2 separate regions of the Arachis hypogaea genome follow, and region 2 is linked to region 1. The links are chromatin contacts, called in public Hi-C maps. All regions are on one chromosome and are shown on one strand. Each heading gives the region's core, a stretch centred on a gene start, on an enhancer-like site or on the middle of the called end of the contact. The rest is flanking DNA. Distances are from core to core; before and after follow the strand shown.

What was found. Hi-C and Micro-C count contacts between places; a contact is called where the count stands out from the background.
Region 2: a Hi-C map of leaf shows a contact between it and region 1, with 3 times the contacts expected there. The contact joins the promoter of LOC112796887 here to the promoter of LOC112796884 in region 1. A contact is called at or near these places in 3 of 8 Hi-C or Micro-C datasets (all in leaf).

Annotation. Positions count from the first base shown.
Region 1 is chr4:81,194,687-81,198,782 of arahy.Tifrunner.gnm2.J5K5, reverse strand. It overlaps LOC112796884, which reads right to left and starts at 2,486. Exons shown (of 16, transcript XM_072235666.1): 1 at 1,993-2,486; 2 at 1-373.
Region 2 is chr4:81,367,897-81,372,069 of arahy.Tifrunner.gnm2.J5K5, reverse strand. It overlaps LOC112796887 (brassinosteroid LRR receptor kinase-like), which reads left to right and starts at 2,732. Exons shown (of 6, transcript XM_072235665.1): 1 at 2,732-2,953; 2 at 3,044-3,191; 3 at 3,276-3,332; 4 at 4,054-4,146. The coding sequence starts at 2,818. The coding sequence ends at 4,072.

The DNA of each region.
Region 1 (4,096 bases), core at 1,237-3,736:
CACTGTGATCAAAATGAGTATTCTGATCTTCCCCGCATAGTGCCGCAATGTCATCAATGTATCTGAAGAAATTCTCAGCAGAATAGTCAAATGAAGAAACCCTAATCCTGCTACTATTAGTAGCATCGTTACCACCGCCGACATCGTTACCACCGCCATTGTCAATGCTTACAGCTGTAGCAGTAGCACCAGAATCAGAGGCACTGTTTGCCAGTGCAGAATCTTCTGGAACATTTCCATCCTTCTTTGGTTTTGTTTTCATGTTCTTCTTAGTGTTCTTCTTTCCTTTGAGGCCAAAAAGTTCAGCAATGCAAAGCTCTTCTGCTTCCATTCCCTCAAGTTTTAGAGAGACTCGAACTCTAAACGTGTTCTCCTGTTGTTGTTAACATAGTTACTAGGTAACCCAGTCATTATTAAATAAATATACAAAAGTATAAAAACACCAAAGGCCAACATCTACTAAAATATAAAGGTATGTAATAAGGTAGGGAACAGGAGTTCAAGGAGCCATCTCAAGCAGGGAAGGGCAGGAACACCAAAACAGAGGGAATACTGTAGCAAAATAAGTAATATATAACACACCAAAAAAATGAAAAATTAGCTAAGGCCAAGCGCCATGTGAAGGATAACAAAATAAACAGTAGTTACAACAGCAGCCCGTAGGTATGCAAAATGCAACAAGTCACTGAATTCAATGTTCACATCAAACTGTGGTACGTGTCTTATGCAAAATGATTTTTCTCTAAAACAAATTTGAATGAAGGTTGAATGAAATAATGAACCTGCACATCTACATTATTACTTAATAGACCAAACATTGCAGTAGGTGGATAGCTTATGTGTCATCTCTTGAGTCAAAATCCTTCACCATTTTTCCCTCCATTATATGAATAATTCCATTCATCCATGTGTTTCTTTTCATGCTACCTATTGGCCTGTGATGTGCCTAATGCATGCTCTCATGTTCCTATAATTACTCTAATTCATTTTTTGGGTTGAATTCAAAGTAGTAGTAAGTGCTGATCGTGCTGTTATTCATTCCACTAAACTTTAAACGAAGACTTTTCTTTAATATTTCTACCTAAAAGCATTGTACAAGTCCTTTGAGAGTTAATGCATTGAACCAAAAACATGTAGTGGTAAGTGAATTGTATTTGACTATAAAATGAGTAATATTTTGGTGCGCCACGAATCACTACATCACAGAACCCTTTATTTTCGTGGAGGCAGTTCACTAACCTGCTAACTGAAAAGTGCAACATGAGCAACGCAAGTCAACTCGACATTAAATTCTACTTCTATAGTTCATTAGCTTTAGATTCATACAAATTAAAGCTTTTAAATTAATGGTTCCATGGTGTTTGTGATTATAGGTTGAATGGTTGTTGATGAGAATTTAGGGAATTTGATTTTACTGAAAATAACAAATTAATAAGTGGGAAAGTATCTGTTATTGGCTTCCTGTTGTTGGATTTTAAGTCGTTAACAGGTAAGGGACTTTTTGAAAAGGGACATGCTTCTTAGACTTGTATTGAGTATCTAATGCTCTCAATTAGACATCACCATCATCACTATATATCCCTTTTTAGCATTTAGCAATAAATATATACTTTTAGTCATCACAATTTATTTTGGGATTCCCTTTATCTCATAATCTATATCTCAACCTTTCTTTCTTCCTTTTCTATTATTTTCACTCATTTTCTTCCTCGATGCCACTTAGGCAATTAAAAATCACACTGCAGCAACGGAGCCTATTAACAATCAACAATTAGGCAATTAACAATCAATTCTAACAGAGTCTATTAGCAATTAACAATCAAATCGAACAGAGTCAATTCTCTAAAATCTAATCAAACTATCACATTGACAAAATTAACTAATTGTTTTTAACTAAATCATTCTGAACACATTAAAAACTAAATTAACCAAATCACATTTTTTTATGAACAGATTAAAAACGAAAAAATTAAGCAAGAAATATTAAGTAACCTTCGGTGGTCTTCCAACGAACAGAGTATGAAGGAGGAGCAAGAATGTGACACGGAGAAGCTGGCGACACTGCAGCAGTCCTTCTCCTTATGTTTACAACGCCGAGAACTTGCAGAATATGAGGGATGGGGAGACTGCCAGCGACGAGCACGCGAGGGGCGACAAGCACGCGAGGGGCGACGAAGCTGGACCTGGCAACGCGACGGACGACAAGGCTGGACCAGGCAAAGAGGCTGGCACGCGACGAAGTGGACCTGGCGACGGACGACGAAGCGTGCTGGACCAGGCAAAGAAGCTGGTGCCGCGTAGAAAAGACGCTGGCGAAGAACGGCGGAACGGCGGTGGCAATGGAGGCTAGGGTTTCTCACCACTTCTCTTTCTTTGAGCAAGCGAAGCAGCCGTTTCAGAGTGAGAGAGTGAGAGTGGGTTGAGGGGGATCCTTCGCTGGATCAGGGATTTTTTTTTTTTTCTACGAAAATTCAAAACGACGGTTTTAAGGGATTTAAAAAAAATTTGATCTAATTTGGATTCTTCGAAGGTTTTGAGAATCGGATCGATCATTGAACCGTTTTAGTCACTAATTTATTGGTTTATTAGTTTAACTAGTTTAATCGTGGTTCAACTAAAAAAATTGTTTTAGAATAAAATAATAAGTAAATTATAAATAAATATCCAAAATTATAACTCAACCTATTTTTTGTCTCATAACAACTATATCATTTAGCCAACAATATATCTTTCATCTCTTTCCTAATGTAAAGAATTAAAAAAGATCAAACAAATTGAACAAACCTTCTGATCCTAATGGTGAATCTATCTCCTTAATATAGGAATTAATCACATAAATACATTAATATTACAAAATATACTAATATACTTAATAAATAGGCAAGACATGATACAACAGTGCCTTTCAATCGATTTTAGAATACGTCAAGCAACATGTAGAGATGAATTATTACGTCAAGCAACTTTGATGAGTTCAAATCTAGCAGCATATAATACAATCCATAGTTGAAGAGTTTAGCAATGAAAATGTACAAAATTTCAATAAACATTATCACAAATTTCATATTCAAAACACAAATCAATAATCAAGTAATCAGAGATATTCAAAATCACAAATCACTACTTTAGATTTCAGAGACATTCAAATTCAATAATCCAAGTACTTCAGAGACATTCAAATTCCGCCTACAGCATTCAACAATATACAAATTTCCACCATTAGCAACAGAGTTTTTAACATACTTTAACAAAGATTAATAAAGTTTTTAACCCAATTTTAACAAGCTCAACACAATGATTAACAACAAAAAAAGCCCTGAATGAGGTAATGAGCACAAGATCAAGAAACTTTAACAAAATTTAACAACAGATAAAAAAAGTCAAGAACAAGCCAGTAACAGTTTATCAGTGCCAATTTAGCATCAATCAATAAGCCACTGATTAACAAGTTCAGCATAGCGATTAACAACAAAAAAAGGCACTGAATGAGGTAATGAGCACAAAATCAAGAAACTTAACAACAGACAAAAAAGCCAAGAACAAGCCAGTAACTTTTTATCAGTACCAATTTAGCATCAATCAATAAGCCAGTAACAGAGTTAATTAATCAAGAATAGGCTAGAACAAGCCAGAGTAGTGAGCAAAGCCAATCAACCAAGAACAAGCACTAAGCACCGACAGAGCATCCAATTAACTCAAGCACAAAGTAAAAAAAAACAAAACAGCAACACATCACTTAATTAATAATCATCAACAAATGAAAAACAAAACACTAACAGTGAGTATTAAAAAACTAATATCAAAATAGGATAAACCTCTTCAAAACGAGAATTTTGATACCAATTTTAAAAGATTCGGCCCAATTAGGCCGAACAGAACCTAAAATGTGCCCAAGGCACAATTCAGCCCAACCCATATAACCCCTTTCACCCCCTTTTAGCTACAAACCATCTGATTTCATTGGGAAAGAAGGGAGACGCGGTGAGGAGAAGAGAGAAAGAACATAACCTAGGTTGAACTTCAAACCAAGATAACTTTCGATTCGGAGCTCCGATTGACGAGCCATTTACGGCCACGCGTTCATCTCGGAGTCCTC
Region 2 (4,173 bases), core at 1,483-3,982, 170 kb before region 1:
GTCTGATTTTAGTAATTAGTTTAGTTAGATTTGTTTTCTGATTAGTGGATTTTTAGGTTGTTAAAATAGGATTTGATTAGGTTTTGACTCTGAATAGCTGAAAAATGTTTAGATTGTTAATCTGGATTGCTGAACGTTGTTAATATGAGCTTGATAAATGTTGTCTAGAATAGAAATTTAATTCAGTTAATGGCTTCTTCTCTAGTAATGCTTCTCCTCGGTAGTTTTGCGTTTGGAGTATTAGCAAAATTGTGTTTCTGCTTATCTATTCAACCTATTTTGTTTGTGACTGTGTGTGACCTTTAGTTACTAGCAAATCAAAGAAGCAGGTAATATCAAGTTCCATTCAATCACTTTAGTGGCTGTTTTCACTTTCAATTATCAATATTTATCATTATCTCATGCCGAAGTTCAAGGACCTCATCAATTATCATCTCAAGTCCACCGAGAGTTAACAGTTTTCTAGGATTCGGTAATCATTTGTACTTGAAATTCATGATCCAATAAGGCAATAAATTTACCTTTTCAACTATTCTGCATATCATTGTTTTGTCAACTAACATGCACTTTGTTTACCAGGCATTCTCTTATTATCCCAAAATCTCATTTTCCTTCACTGGATGCTACTCCTCCATCAGTGAGTAACTACTCATAAGATTAAAATTATCACATTTTTTCTGTCTTTACCCTGTTTAATTTTAGGTTGATGATAAATCGTTTCTCCATAAGGGAAAAAAATAGTGTTTAGGATTCTTGTTATATATGATATTGCTATTCTTAACATTTAAAGATAATGTGTCTAGTGCTTAGTTTCAATCTAGCATTTTACCAAGCATGAAAAGTTGCTAAGTAACATGCAACCGAAATATAGAATAAATGGCATGCTTGTATTTAATCAGTTTATGTATTCTGTACTTCTATAATGTGAGACAATTATCCTAATTAGCTTATGGTACAGGTGATAGCTGCAATGTGTTTGAAAGTACCATTTATTAGCAATGCAATCATGAAGGCTACTGGTAGTGGTTTGTAGTTGAACACTTGTATTTCTATTTGAGCTTTTGTTTTCTTTAGTTTTGCATTTCAAGAGATTTTGCTCATTTTAAGCAACCCGGTTCGGGTTGCTAGCCGAAGCCTGCCTTGCGTTGCTTCTTCTTCCTATCTTAAGGGGATTGGCTCTGTTTTGGATACTCGGGATCCAATTTGAAGCTTCAGTTAGATATCACACCTGGCTTGGAACTGCAATGATATTTTTCGCTGCAATACACGGTGCAAGCACTTGCTTTGTTTGGGGTGTCAGCCACCATATACAGAAAAAAGTGAAGCCCAAACTCTTCAAAATTTTCAATTTTCTTTTAATTGTAGTAATGATTAGTACTCTCCTTTTAATTTTTTGTTCATGATCTTCAAACAGATTTGGAAGTGGCAAAACACAGGACGAATATACCTCGCAGGAGTGATTACACTTGTCACCGAGCTAGTTATCTATGTCACTTCACTTCCACAAATCAGAAGGATGAAGTTTGAAATCTTCTACTATACACATCATCTCTACACAATCTCTCTAGTGTTCTTCTTGTTCCATGGTGGGGATAGGCACTTCTATACAGTCTTCAGAGGACTATTTCTTTTCAACCTCGACAAACTGCTCCGCATCATACAATCGAGTCCAAGAACCTGCATGGTTTCGGCTAGAACTTTCCCATCCAAAGCTGTGGAAATAGTTCTGCCTAAAGATCCATGTATTTAATCTGATATTGAGCTTTAGAAGTGAAAAAATATGAGAACAAAGAATATGAAATTTAAAAGCTTCTTTCAAATGATTTGCAGGGCTAAAGTATATGCCTACAAGTGTTATATTTATGAAGATACCAGCAATATCACATCTTCAATGGCATTCTTTCAATATAATATCAAGTTCCAGGGCTAAAAACCAAACCATGTCTGTAATAATCAAATCTGAAGGGTGGTGGACTAATTTTCTTTATGATCTGATACAAGCTGAGATTGACAAAGGTGCTGACTGTGTGTAACCTTTAGTTACTAGTAATTTTCAACATGATTTATGTTTGTGATTTTGTGACTGTGTGTGTCCCATGAATGGTAAACTATTTTGCCTTTTTAGATTAGCTTCAAATGGCTGCTCTGTGTTGTTTTTCCGGGAGTTAATCGTCAATTCAAACTGACGTTAAAATGAACATGCTAAAACAAATTGATAAAATAAGGCAAATAATAGGTGCTTCTGCTTGGTGACTCAATTTGTTTTCTTTGAACTTAAGAGCTCATGAGGAACCACAAAAAACTGGAAATGTAGTGAAAGAATGCTAATGAGTTTGTGTGATGTTGCAGCTGAAGAAACCGGGAAAAGATTAGTAGGGTATATAGATATCTTATTCATCACTTTTAATTTCTTGCTACAATAATAATACGTTATCATCAATCAATATTCAATTGGATACTAACTATATAGCTGTTTACTTAAGCAGCAGTAGTCCACATGATCAAACCATCATTAACTAACTAATTTTTACCATTCATCATCATTAGCTATATATAAATCACTATTCCTTCATTCTCTTTTGGATTAATTATAATTATCTAGTGATCAATTATTATTATTATTATTATTATTATTATTATTATTATTATTATTATTATTATTTCCAGTTTGAATATCATCAGCTATATAAAAGTTTATTTTTCTTTCATTTTTCAAAGCTGTTTTCTTGGCTCTTGCAATATTTGAGGACCTTGAAGTTTCTTGCAATATTATGTACTCTTTCAATAGTGCCGTGATTCGTTGACCATTACATCATTATGCAAGTGTTGAAGCTTTGGCAGAACAAATTCACTGGTTCAATTCCTTCAAGGCTTGGACAGAATGGTAAATTAACTGAACTTGATCTTTCAACAAACAAGCTCAAAGGACTAGTTCCAAAGTCTCTTTGTTTTGGTAAGAAGCTCAAGATTCTGATTTTGCTCAACAACTTTTTCTTTGGATCTTTGCCTAATGATCTTGGTGAATGCTACACTCTTGATATAGGCAAGTTAAAGAGTGTTTTGGAAATCCTCCTTCTTCATGGAAACAGATTCTCAGGTGAAATTCCACTAGATATAGGCAAGTTAAAAAGTGTTCTTAAGATGGATTTGAGTGTTAACAACTTTTCAGGTGCTATTCCTCCTGAGATTTGGTAAACTTTCATTGCTAATTAATTTTACTTTAATTTCCATAAATTTAATTCTCCTTAATTAATCTTAAAAATAAAAATCTGCAGTGCGAACACAAAATTCATTGCATTCATGATCACTTATGGTCTCAGTGCTGCTGCAAGGTTAGTTAATTAAACATATTCTTATGTTTTAGATTTTATTAATTTTTTTTAATTATTGAAAATCCTCGCCATGAAAGTGACTTTTACTCTCTCAGTTCTGCTTGGTTTGTGCTTTGTTTGGGCACTTGTGAGTTGTGAGGGGTCATAATATATGGATTCAAATGTTAGTAGCAATTCTAAAATCTTCAGATGCAGGGAACTCAGCTAAACTATAAAAAGAAAATTAGAAGCATATCATGAAACTCAAGGATACCGATGAAATCAAGATCGTAAAAATGATCACAAATACAACTTCTGCCTGGTAACCTGCTGAGGTCTTGAGGAAATCCAACACTCGAGTAAATTCACAATCACAGGAATTACTAACAAGTTTGATTACAAGAAAAATTGCTTAACTTCTTTGGCAGAGATGTAACACCTTCTGGAGCACACAACTTGTTTTTAGAATTGGCTGCATGAAATCTAACAAGCTTCAATTCTAGCATTCTTTCACATTCTTTCAATTTTCGACATGTCTATGGGATTTTTTTAAAATGATTTATTTATTTTAACCACGAAGAGCTGCCTTTCACTGCTTGTACCTCATTTTTTTGTTTTAAGTTAATATTGTTGTAGCTGTTCTTTGGAAATATCTTTTGAAGTTATGAGAAAATTTGATTTGTTAAATATTCGTTGACTGTTATTAATCTCGACATTCACTTTACTTATTGTTGTTTATCAGGGTTCAACTGTGGAAATGACAGATTTGGATAGGGATGATGTGGGATCAGAAGATGCTAACTTTTTGTTCAGTGGTCATAGAGCAAGAATCACGGTAATAATGTTACATAATTGTTTTTGT